2 separate regions of the Sus scrofa genome follow, and region 2 is linked to region 1. A link is a contact called in public HiChIP or PLAC-seq data. All regions are on one chromosome and are shown on one strand. Each heading gives the region's core, a stretch centred on a gene start, on an enhancer-like site or on the middle of the called end of the contact. The rest is flanking DNA. Distances are from core to core; before and after follow the strand shown.

Region 1 (6,136 bases), core at 1,854-4,353:
CTTCCTCATTATTGTTGAACAGGGATTTTTTTTTCTATTAGGCAACATGGGTTAACATTTTGCTTTCCTCCACACTGACTGTAGCCTATAGGAAGGCTTGGATGGGAATGAAAGGAAATCATTATGAAAGTCAGCATGTTCCTCAGAAATCTTTTAACTCCCCCCCGCCCCCCAAAAGGGTTAAGCTGGAACATGGTTAAAAGCAACTAAATTTGAAAATGACTTCTTGAGCCATTTGCCCAGAAATTTGATTGGCTGGAGAGAATAGAATATGTTATGCCTGAATTTCAGCTTGGAGATGAGATGGATGGTGGGAGTCTTTGGGGAGTGGGAGGCCCCCTCAGAACTGTGGCTAGACTCCCCAGGAGCCTGGCAGTACCCTGATCCCAAGGTGTTGGGGCTAGGAGGGCCGTTGCAGCAATGAGAACCACTTTTAGTTTTTTTTAAAATAGTGATGAAAGTCATACAAATTAAACAGGGCAGGAAGCATGCAGTGAGAAGTACTTTTCTATACCCTCTTCCCATGACCTGCAGAGGTAACTGAATAATTTGAGAACCACTTTTATGGGGATCAAGAAGCCTCAGGGGAAGTAATCCTGTGACAAGTTGCCCAGACGGACACTGAGGACAAGTCAGGTTCCTTTCTGGGCAGTCCTTTTTCTCCTGGTGCTCTTTCCTCTCTTATCTCTTCATTCTGTTCACTTTAATGGAAAGCACCCTGACCTTCGAGAAGGTGAGGACAAGAAGTGTATTTTCCCTTCTCTCGTTTATTCAGAGAGCAGACAGCCCCTTTCTCTGCACACATTCCTCTTGTGCAGCGAAGGAGGAAGCACAGGTGCTACTGGTTTGAATCTCAGCTCTGCTCTTACTGGCAGCATAGCCTCTCTGTGCTTTGGTTGCCGCATCTTCAGAGTTTCTGCTTGTAGCTGTATAAAGCATTCAGAACAGTGATTGCTTAGTAATTATTAGTTATTCTTACCCTTTGTCATGGGTCTTCTCTTTGCCTTTCAGTGAAACCTGGTGTTCGATACAGAGAATTGGGAAACATTATTCAGAAGCACGCCCAAGCAAATGGATTTTCAGTTGTTCGAAGCTATTGTGGGCATGGAATCCACAAGCTTTTTCATACAGCCCCCAATGTCCCCCACTATGCCAGTAAGTACTGCCAAAGACTTGGTAAATACTGACTTCTTATTCAGCAAATATTTATTCAAACATTTAACAGGACTGACTTACTATTTTGTGTTTACTAGAGTAATTTTTAGTTGTTATAAATAGACCTCCAAAATGTATACACAATACACATTCATATCTTGCTCACGTAATAGTCTAAAGCGTGTGTGTTTGATCACTTTAGAGGGTGGGACAGTTAATCTTTGACCCGGGCCCTTGTCCCTTTCAACTTAGAGTTTTCAGGGTTCCCCTCCTGATCTTACAGATGGTGGGGAGGAGGGAGAAACGTGGAGGGGTATGCTTGGGAGGTTTTAATGAGCCAGTCTGGACTTGGCATACATCCTTACATTTGCTTTTCATTGGCGGGAGTTCAGTCACATGCAGGGGAGGTGGGGAAATGTGATCCAGCTGAGTACTCTGGAAGAAAAGGAAACTAGTGATTTTGGTGAGCAGCCAGCAGTCCCTGCCATGTGTATTCTGATTCCTTAAATGAAATTGATTCAGCTTGGTTTGATTTGAGTTCTTAGCATATGTCATATACTGTATGATGTGTTGGTATAAATAGAGAGGAATAGATAGAATATCTTTCCTCAAGTTGACTGCTGTCAACAGATTAACAAAGGAAGTCTTGTTCAATCATTACAACTCTATGAACAATTTCTTAGCCCTAATTTAAAAGCAGATTCTGTGCTTAGGGAAGTGATTTATTTATCCACAGTCACACAATCCACTACATAAATGCCCGGGCTAGGGCTGGTACATGGGTTCTGTCTGGCTTCCTAGAGTCAGTGTTTTCTACCAAACTCTGTGCTACCTTAAAAGGATGGAAGCAGTTTGGTGCTGGGCCTTGTGGGAGCAAAGAAGAATGAGATTTTGGTTTGCTGGGGAAGACCAGGAAGAGCACTCCGCGTCGTGGGGGAAGGATGTGTAGCTGCTTCAAGGTGGAGCTGAACAGAGTCAAGACGAGCTAGGGCTGAGAGCTGTGTGTTAAGAGCTAGAAGTAGGCCGTGCCAGATCTGAGGATGTTTGACCTCATTTGTAGGGATTTGCAGAACATTTTTTGGCAGAAGAATGGCAAGGTGAAGTTGCTGTTTGGGGAGATCAGTTTAGCAGTAGAGTCTAGAATGTTTCGCAGGTGTGAGCTAGCCAGGCTTGTCGGTCCAGTGCACAGTTATTACCGTAATCCAGGTGTGAGGTGGTGCAATCCAAGATGTTGGTAGTTGTGAAGAGGAAGGGAAATGAGTGAGAGACCTCTCAACAGGAGAAGCTAGAGAAGAGGCTTCAAGCACAGCATTTGACTTACAACAAGCATTTATTAGCAGACCACATAGTCCTTTTTATTTCAGTTAAAATTGTGCTTGAAATAAAAGTTAGCAACAGAATAGGTAAGCCCTGTGATCACCTGATGTACATTCCATTTAACAGAATGGAAGCAGCTCTTCTGCTGACTGCATGTGTGTGTGTGTGTGTGTGTGTGTCTGTCTGTCTGTCAAAAGACTGTCTGCAGGAAAGAGGGTTAAAAAAGCCCCCTTACCTGTAGAGGTGACAGACTCAGCTTTAGGTATGGGTTATAGAAAGAGACTTTTTGAAGGAGATAAAATTTGTGGGAGAAGGAAATATGGGTCAGTGAGGATGGTGTCAGAAGAATATGGTGCCTCTGATACACAAGAGATGCCACTTGAGTTTCATGTTAAACCATTTCGTTAGAAATAAAAAACACTTCTGAAAAAAGAAGCAAGGTGTAAGTATACTTCATTTCATCCATTTGATAATTTATGGAAAGTCAAGTGTTAACTGGGTTTAGATAAATCAAAATCCTTTGTGATCCCTTTAGGGGCGAGTTAGAGGAGGCTGCTGAGTCTTGGTACTGAGAGGCCTTTTGAAATGTAAATGATCCCTGCTTTAGCTGGTAACTCCTTGCTCCTAACCAACTGGGGGTGGAACGAGGAAGTCGTTGTGTAACTTCCCTCCGCCCTGTTCTGTGTGAGGAAGGTCTTTCCGTGTTAGGTGGAAGTTTATGTGCCTCTTTATTTGTGCCTCTTTATTTGTCGTTATGGTTGGGAAGTAAAGATGATACTGCCCTGCCTTTAGAATGGATAGCGCAGCAGTTCTGTGAGGCAGACAGTGCAGGAGCTACACATTTTGGGAAGAGTACTTCGCAATGGTATCTGTCTAGAGTAGTCACTCAGTGTGTGTTTGCTGAGTGAGGTATGTTGAGAAACTGAAACCATGAGTCAAGATGAGTGGGCGTTCTAGAACAGTGAATCAGGGAGAGAAACAGGAGTGGGATTTGAATCCTCTGTATCAGTGCTGTCCAGTGGCGAGGCACACATGTAATACTTAAATTTCTAGTGGTCCTGTTCAACAAGTAAAAAGAAATAGGTGAACTTAGTGTCATATTTTATTGAATCTATTACATTTAAATATTAAGCATTTCAACATTTTATCAGTGTAAAAAAAATCATTGAGATATATTACATGCTTTTTTTGTTTTTGGAGTCAGCATATTTTTTACTCATACGTTCTGACTTGCCACTTTTCAAGTGCTCAGCAGCTACACCCCCGGTTCGCTGCTGTATTGAACAGCACAGCTCTTGATTCCTTAATCCTTTTTTCTTTCTGTGACACCACACTGACTCTCTTGACATTTTCTTTTTGATGTCCCCAAGGGAATACGACTAAGTCTATGTAGGTAGTAAATTACATGTCCTTTGGAGAGGAAGTTCATGAAATTAGAAATAAGAAGTCAAAATTATCTTTACCTCTCAGATTTTTGTAACAGTTTAGAAACTCCTGATTTGGCATCTGTAGAACAAGTGTCTTTTGGTAACACATCAGATCGTGGAAAGCCGCATGAGAGCTATTCACAAGGACAGATGTGCAGGAACATAACTCGAGGGTTTAGACCATACCTGGATGGAGTGGCGTTTAGTGGAGTCACCTCAGTGGATGCATAGGTGATTCATTACCATCCGGAAGTCACCATCCAGGAGACCAGCAACCTTACCAGGAAACCCTGGAAGCCTGTGCTTTGGCCACCTGGTGGTCAGGCAGAGCAAGTGCAGCCACTGTTTACTGATGCTTACCCGTTCTTAGCTTTTAGTTTGAAATTTAAACAGGTTCTCTATTTTTGTATGAAATTGTCTAAAAGGCCTATCCGTGTTTAAAATTTTTGACCTTTTCGGGGAGATGGCAGTTCTGGACACATTAATTCATGGTGGTATTTCTCATGATGATCCTGAAAAATACTTTCATACTGGTGAACAGAAAACTAAAAAAAGTATTTGGAAGGAGAAATGGAGTTTTTGTTTCCAAATAAAAAGGAAAAATGGTGTCATCATTAAAAAAAAAAAAAAAAGGTGAGTGAGGAGCGGCTTTGTTCTCCAAAGATAAGACAGTTTACAAAACCTTATGAAAACAGGGCAGTTTTTCTGTGGGTTGTGCGTCTACCTCCACCTCCACCCCCACATCCCCACACCCCCAGCCAAGAGGTAGGGGACCTCTGGCATAGTCTGAAATATGTTGTTCTCCTTTAAACTGTCATACCTGGCCGAGGAGTGAAACTTTGGTTCCATGATTGCATTTCTAACCTTGCTATAACATAAATGGTAGCACTTTTACTTTTATAGAAGTGATAATCACATCTGAAGTCATCTCCATATTTTCCTAGAGAAAACATTAGCAAAGCGAAATATGCCTGGGACAGTATCTGCCCCAGAGCAGGTGGTTATCAGTAAATCCCTGTTTGTCGAATGATCTACTTTAAGAGAGAAGAGAGGGGAATCAGGAGAAGAGAGAGTGATTAATTTAAGAGTCATTCACAGGAATGTAAGTTGTGTACTTTTTCCAGGGAGCTGTTTATCAATATGCTGTAGGTTTTAGCTATGTTCTGAGATTTTTTTCCTTTAATTTCAGAAAATAAAGCAGTTGGAGTGATGAAGGCTGGCCATGTATTTACAATTGAGCCAATGATTTGTGAAGGTGAGAAAAAAGGGATGCTGTAACCTTTCTTTCTTTCTTTTTTCTTTTTAGGGCCGCACCCATGGCATACGGAGGTTTCCCAGGCTAGGAGTTGAATTGGAGCTGTAGCTGCCTGCCTACACCACAGCCACAGCAACTTGGGATTCGAGCCTTGTCTGCGACCTACACCACAGCTCACGGCAACGCCAGATCCTTAACCCACTGGGCAAGGCCAGAGATCGAACCTACATTGTCACGGGTGCTAGTCAGATTTATTTTCGCTGAGCCACGGCGGGAATTCCTGTAAGGTTTCTTTAATTGAATTTTTATTTACTTTTGGTCACTCATGGTCAGATTAGTAGTCTGCTCTAGTTTCTTTTTGCTTCATTTCTCCTCCCTGTCCCATCTCAAAATCGATTCAGTATCATGTAGAGAACTGAAAATTGTAAGAGTAGACTAGACAGCAGTACTTTCTATGTGGTCATTCACCTGCTGTCAGTAGATGCTGAAGTACTTGAATCCTGGGGCCTGTTCATTAAGTTCTTGTCAGAGGTGCTTTGTAATAATTGGGGGCCTCCATCATGCCTATGTAGAAATTGAATTCTTACCTGACGTGGTCGGGTGGCGTCTTAAAAAGAGAAAAGCCACTCGTTTTGAGGCAGACGCAATTATGTAATTTCATTCTCTACAGCTTATGAGGTAGGTGCCATTTCCTGTTTATGTAGGAGAGCAAACGGATTTTCCAAGGGGTGAAATAAGTTGCCTGAAGTCACTCCCCTGGTTTTGTGGCAGAATGTAGGGGACTCTATGTTGTCAGGTGACATCAGCTCTTGTGGAGAAAGAGCACAGACACTGCTTAGTGCTGGCAAGTTCATGTCCTCTTGTTAGTCCCTGTGCCAGGCACAGGGCAGCAATGATTGGTGTCATGATTAGAGGCACAGCTGAAGCTGTCAGGATAACAACGGGGCCTCCTTTCTGAGGCCTGCACTTTTGCTTTCGGCCA
Region 2 (6,136 bases), core at 2,370-4,869, 140 kb before region 1:
TTGATTCATTAAAAACATTTAGGAGTTCCCATTGTGGTGCAGAGGAAATGACTCCAACTAGGAACCATGAGGTTGCAGGTTCAATCCCTGGTCTTGCTCAGTGGGTTAAGGATCTGGCATTGATTGCCATGAGCTATGGAGTAGGTTGCAGACGAGGCTCGGATCTGGTGTTGCTGTGGCTCTGGCATAGGATGGCAGCAACAGCTCCAATTCTAGCCTGGGAACCTACATGTGCCGTGGGTACAGCCCTGAGAAGACAAAAAGACAAAAAAAAAATTATGTTAACAAGCAATGACTTATTTTAAGTACATATGTAACTTTACTATTTTTCAGGTTTATTTTCTAATTCAGCAAATAGAAAAAGATAAAAATCTACATAATCAAAGCACTGGAGAATCCTCAAAAATTTTTAAGAATGCAAAGGGGTCATGAGACCCAGAAAATTTGATTAAAGTAAAATATAGTGAATTATTTAAATAAAATAGAGTAAATGTAATATATCCATACAAGAAACTACCACACGGCTATTAAATAGGGTAACTGTGTGGGTAAAATTCTCCTAAGACCGACATGAAACTCAGAAACCATGGAGGAAAAGTTGGTATTTGATTACATGAAAGTCAAAAAACTCTAAAATAACACAATTCCACTGACAATGTTAAAAGACAAATGATTTGGAAACCCATTTTCAACCTAACCCCTTGGATGAGTTAGCATCCCCAATATACAAAGCTTGAAAATAAACCTGAAAAGGTAACCCAAAAGAAAGTAAAATAAAAGGACTGAAGAGACTGCTCACAGGTAAAAACACAAACAAGACTGTTCCGAAATTATTTTGAAACATGAATAAGAGAAATACAAATTTGGGAGTACTCATTGTGGCTCAGAGGTAATGAACCCAACTAGTACCCATGACGTTGCAGGTTTGATCCCTGGCCTTGCTCAGTGGTTAAGGATCTGGCATTGCCATGAGCTGCAGTGTAGGTCAAAGATTCGGCTTGGATCCCTTCATTGCCGTGGCTCTGCAATAGCTACTACACGGCTATTAAATAGGATAACTGCGTGGGTAAGATTCTCCTGTAGCTCCAATTCCACCCCTAGCCTGGGAACCTCCATATGTCACGAGTGCGGCCCTAAAAAGCCAAAAAAAAAAAAAAAAACCCCTAAGCCTGGGAACTTTCATATGCTGCAGGAGCAGCCCTTAAAATTGAAAGAAAGAGGGAGTTCCCGTTCGTGGCGCAGTGGTTAACGAATCCGACTAGAAACCATGAGGTTGCGGGTTCGGTCCCTGGCCTTGCTCAGTGGGTTAATGATCCGGCGTTGCCGTGAGCTGTGGTGTAGGTTGCAGATGTGGCTCGGATCCCGCGTTGCTGTGGCTCTGGCGTAGGCCGGTGGCTACAGCTCCGATTCGACCCCTGGCCTGGGAACCTCCATATGCCGCGGGAGCGGCCCAAGAAATAGCAACAACAACAACAAAAGACAAAAAAAAAAAAAGACAAAAAAAAAAAAAATTGAAAGAAAGAAAGGAAGATTGATTTAAAACATTAAGACATTGTTTTCACAAATCAGACTAGAACCAATCTGACTGGCAATTAGATTTAAAAGATTGATGGTACCAGTTGACAAGGATATAGAAACCAGTAACTCTCAAACTGTAGTCTAAACTGATAAAGGAGGATTATTTGGCAGTATCTACAAAGGCAGTTAAAAGGTAGTCTTTAACCTAAGAAATATGAAATTTTAGCTTATAGATATAGCCACACAAACTGCAAAAATATGTAAGGACATAAACATCATATCACTGTTTGTACATAGAAAAAAATCCCATATACCCATTAATGTAAAAACTGATAAAATACATGACTGGAGTTTCCATCGTGGTGCAGTGGTTAACGAATCCAACTAGGAACCATGAGGTTTTGGGTTCGATCCCTGCCCTTGCTCAGTGGGTTAACGATCCGGGATTGCCGTGAGCTGTGGTGTGGGTCAAAGACTCGGCTTGGATCCCGCATTGCTGTGGCTCTGGCGTAGGCCGGTGGCTACCACTCCAATTAGACCCCTAGCCTGGGAACCTCCACATGCCGCGGGAGCGGCTCAAGGAAAGGCAAAACGCCAAAAAAAACCCAAAAAACAAAAAACAAGACTATATATTTATCTAATATAGGATACTAGTTTATGAGCTGAAATCTACACATACAAACAAAAAATTCTACAGTATGGCCACCTGTATAAAAAAGATAAACATGCACTGGAGTTCCCGTTGTGGCTCAGAAGAAGCAAAACCGATTAGGATCCATGAGGATGTGGGTTTTATACCTGGCTCCACTCAAAGGGTTAAGGATCTGGTGTTGCTGTAAGCTGTGGTGTATGCCAGCAGCTGCAGCTCTGGTTCAACCCCTAGCCTGGGAACTTCCTAATGCCACAGGTGCAGCCCCCAAAAAAAGTGAAAGGAAAAAAAAAGAGAGAGAGACATGCATACTGAGGTTTTAGGAAAATACAAACCAACTTTTAACACTATTCTGGGGTGTAGATAAAAACAAAATGGGGAAGAAGAGATAAGAGGAAAGCAGAACTTTTACTTTATATACCTTGTACCCCAATGATTTAATCCTTCCTGTAATAATTACAGGGTTTTTAAAAAGAAAACATAATATATTCTGCAGTATTTACAAAAAATAATGATGACAAAACTACCAAAATCTGAACCAATAATATCTTTGAATGGTTTTCCAAATATTAAAGAAATAAAATTTATAGAGAAAACTGAAATCCTCATAGACTTCATTTCAGGATTTAATCAGTTTGTTCACTGAAGAAGACACCTTTCAGGAATCTCTTGTCAAAATTCATTTAATTTATGAGGAGTATACATGCCTTGATTACTTCTCCCCACAATAACAACACTAAGAACTGTGTTCACAATCAGAAGACACAGCTTTTTAAATGATAATGAAAAAAACGAAAAAAAAAAAAAAAAACTTTAAAGGGTTTGGTACTGCTATTAGGTTGAACTGTATGAAACTGCCACTAATCAACTGTTCAACTTACTACTTCTGGCACAATGCTTTCCTGAAGCAGTATTTTTTTTTTTATCCTTTATGGACTATTGGACCTTTGATAACTTACTCACTAGCTGACAATTCCTATTGTTTAGAAAATAGATCTGCAGAACCATGGGTCTTCTACGAAAAAACTACTTACACATTTTTGTACTATTAGTTCAGTAAGTCTACCATGATAGTGAAGAAATGATTTAAAAAAAAAATATATATATATATATGGGCCATAAAGGGACAACACATTTTTCAGATAAATTAAACCAAGTATATACAGACTTGTGGGTGTTTTTTGTTTTGTTTTGTTTTTTGTTTTTTGGACTGTACTTGCGGCGTACGGAAGTTCCCAGGCTAAGGGTCAAATTGGACTTACAGTTGCTGGCCTACACCACAGCCATAGAAATGAGGGATTCGAGTGGCATCTGTGACCTTCACCACAGCTCACGGCAACACCAGATCCCCGACCCACTGAGCAAGGCCGGGGACTGAACCCACATCCTCATAGATACTAGTTGGGTTTGTTTCCACTGCATCACAAACGGAACTCCAGACTTGTGGGATCTTACGTAAAGAGAGTAAAAGGCCTGGTGGTGGGGAGGAAATGAAAGGAGCTGTAGTACTTAAGAAGCCTCAGAAGTTAATTCCAATTTACTTTCCTCCAGATTCTTACAATGTTTCTGAGTTGCCATTTTCTTTCCACCATCAGCTCTCAGTGACTTCAGTTAATTTTCATTACATAAACCAGAAAGAAAATTAAATAAAAACACATACTGGGAAGTGGCAGGGTGGAGACAGAGAAAACCATATACTGAACTATATTACAATGTAACTATGAAAATTTACCTCACCTTAAACTCTCTTTTCTTCTCTTAACTTCTCTTAAATAAAAACTGACCCACCTCCAGACTCCATAGCTCTCTTTCCTCCTTCACAGGCTAACCTGAAACCATCTATTCCTGCTGTAAACATTAGTATACTTTCTATTCACTCTTCAAAGTACTCCAATCTTATTCCACCTACTAAACTTTCTCCAACACTAGCAAGGATTTGGCCTTCAATCCAATGAATATTTGACTCTTTTGTGGCACTGAAGTTATTGACCATCTTTTCCTTAAAAAAAAAAAATAATTTTCCTGACCAGCACACTCTGTCCTACTTTATACAGTTTATATGTCTATACCCTTTATAGGCATTTTTGCTCAAAAAAACCCCTATGTGGGAGTTCCCATCATGGCTCAGTGGTTAACAAATCCGACTAGGAACCATGAGGTTGTGGGTTCAATCCCTGGCCTTGCTCAGTGGGTTAAGGATCTGGCATTGCCATGAGCTGTGGTGTAGGTTGCAGACATGGCTCGGATCTGGCGTTGCTGTGGCTGTGGTGTAGGCCGGTGGCTACAGCTCCTATTAGACCCCTAGCTTGGGAACCTCCACATGCCTCGGGTTAGTTAAAAGAAAAGACAGAAAGACAGAAGGAAAAAAAAACAAAAAAAAAAAACCCTATGTGGAGTTCCCCTTGTGGCTCAGTGCGTTAAGGATCCAGCCTTGTCATCAATGTGGCTCTGGTCACAATTGTGGCTCAGGTTTGATCCCTGGCCTGAGAACTTCCACGTGCTGTGGGTGCAGCCAAACTGCCCCCCCACCCGCCGATGTGCTAATATTCTAAGCCTCCGTTGTGAGTCAAGTTCACTTAAGAGAACTTATTTACTACTGTGGTTTCAGTTACCAATAACCAGTGAATTTCAAACCAATACTTCAAAGTCCTACTTTCTGAGCTCAAGATTCACAAATAAAACTACTTGGTAAACATGGGTCATCCAAATGAAAATGGAATCGACCTATCTAAAACTATTCTCATCTAATCTTTCCCTCCAAACCTGTCCCATTCACCATTTACTTTGTTGCCTAAGTCAGAAAACCTACTTGTCAAAAAACTTACCTGTTTTGTAAAGGATGTTTAATATAGTGTTCTGGGTTAGCAACCTCCTGATTAGATTCTGTTTTCTCTTCTTCTGTAGGCGGGGGATTAGGAGTAGGGGTGGTTTCCTGTTGGAAAATAATTAAACATTATAAATTTTTTAACGTGAATAAATTTCTTAATTTATATGACAGCAATAACTCTAAATAAATTTGAACCAATATTGTCCATATCATTTTTTTAAGGAGAAGGAATTACAGCAAAAGCTTTTGATTAAACAGACAATCTCTAAAGAAAGCATTACTAAAAAGACAAAAAAAAAAAAAGGCACCAGACCATTCTGGCATCTCTCCACTGAGATGCAAAGAGTTTAGTTTCTCTAATTCAAAAATATAATGATAGTATTTTTCATATACTGTTATCTTCTTACACATTTTAATATCAGAAAAATTGTGATAGGAGTTCCCGTCGTGGCTCAGTGGTTAATGAATCCCACTAGGAACCAGGAGGTTGTAGGTTCGATCCCTGGCCTTGCTCAGTGGGTTAGCGATCCGGTGTTGCCGTTGAGCTAGCTGTGGCGTGGGTCAAAGACTCGGCTCGGATCCCGCATGGCTGTGGCTCTGGAGTAGGCCGGTGGCTACAGCTCTGATTAGACCCCTAGCCTGGGAACCTCCATAGGCCGCGGGAGCAGCCCAAGAAAATGGCAAAAAGACAAAAAATAAATAAATAAATAAAAAGATTGTGAGAGACCATGCAAAAAAGTTGGGAAAATCAGGTATCTTTCTTAACATACAATTAAAGTGCTATGCATGCTTTCTGGGGAGGGGGTTTAAGTTTGGAAGTGCAACTAATTATATTACAATGACTTAAAAAAAAAAAAAAAAACTTTATCAAGCCAGTACTACACAGGTCCTTGCCTTCATGTTATACCGTTATGACACATGGTAACTTAAAAGTTCAGCAACTTCTTTCTCAATTTGCCCTAAGGAAAAAAGCTAGACATTGGCTTGAACTTAAATCTTCTTCTAGGTTACACATAATACTGTCATCTAAAAATGTCAAGAAAAAAAAGAAACGTGGGAATAAGACATGTTCTCCACATCACTCCACGTAGTTCTTTAACCTATTTTAAGCTGGTATCAACAAAAAGGTGGTTAAGAAAAGG

The links. HiChIP or PLAC-seq counts read pairs in DNA pulled down with a chosen protein or histone mark.
Region 2: an H3K27ac HiChIP or PLAC-seq map of alveolar macrophages shows a contact between it and region 1. The contact joins two enhancer-like sites. A contact is called at or near these places in 1 of 47 Hi-C or Micro-C datasets (embryonic fibroblasts) and 1 of 2 datasets of contacts at active chromatin or transcription factors (alveolar macrophages).

Annotation. Positions count from the first base shown.
Region 1 is chr8:121,295,593-121,301,728 of Sscrofa11.1, reverse strand. METAP1 (methionine aminopeptidase 1) reads left to right here. Exons shown (of 11, transcript XM_003129313.5): 9 at 1,012-1,155; 10 at 5,089-5,154. Among named protein-coding and RNA genes, the nearest start is that of ADH5, 32 kb to the right of the region's middle. Within about 2 kb of position 3,103, at least 32 of the 83 cell types and tissues checked have an H3K27ac peak or open chromatin away from gene starts, as enhancers often do. A contact at or near this core is called in alveolar macrophages, where this site is marked.
Region 2 is chr8:121,439,499-121,445,634 of Sscrofa11.1, reverse strand. It overlaps EIF4E (eukaryotic translation initiation factor 4E), which reads right to left. Exons shown (of 7, transcript XM_003129314.5): 2 at 4,993-5,099. Among named protein-coding and RNA genes, the nearest start is that of EIF4E, 33 kb to the right of the region's middle. Within about 2 kb of position 3,619, at least 2 of the 83 cell types and tissues checked have an H3K27ac peak or open chromatin away from gene starts, as enhancers often do. A contact at or near this core is called in alveolar macrophages, where this site is marked.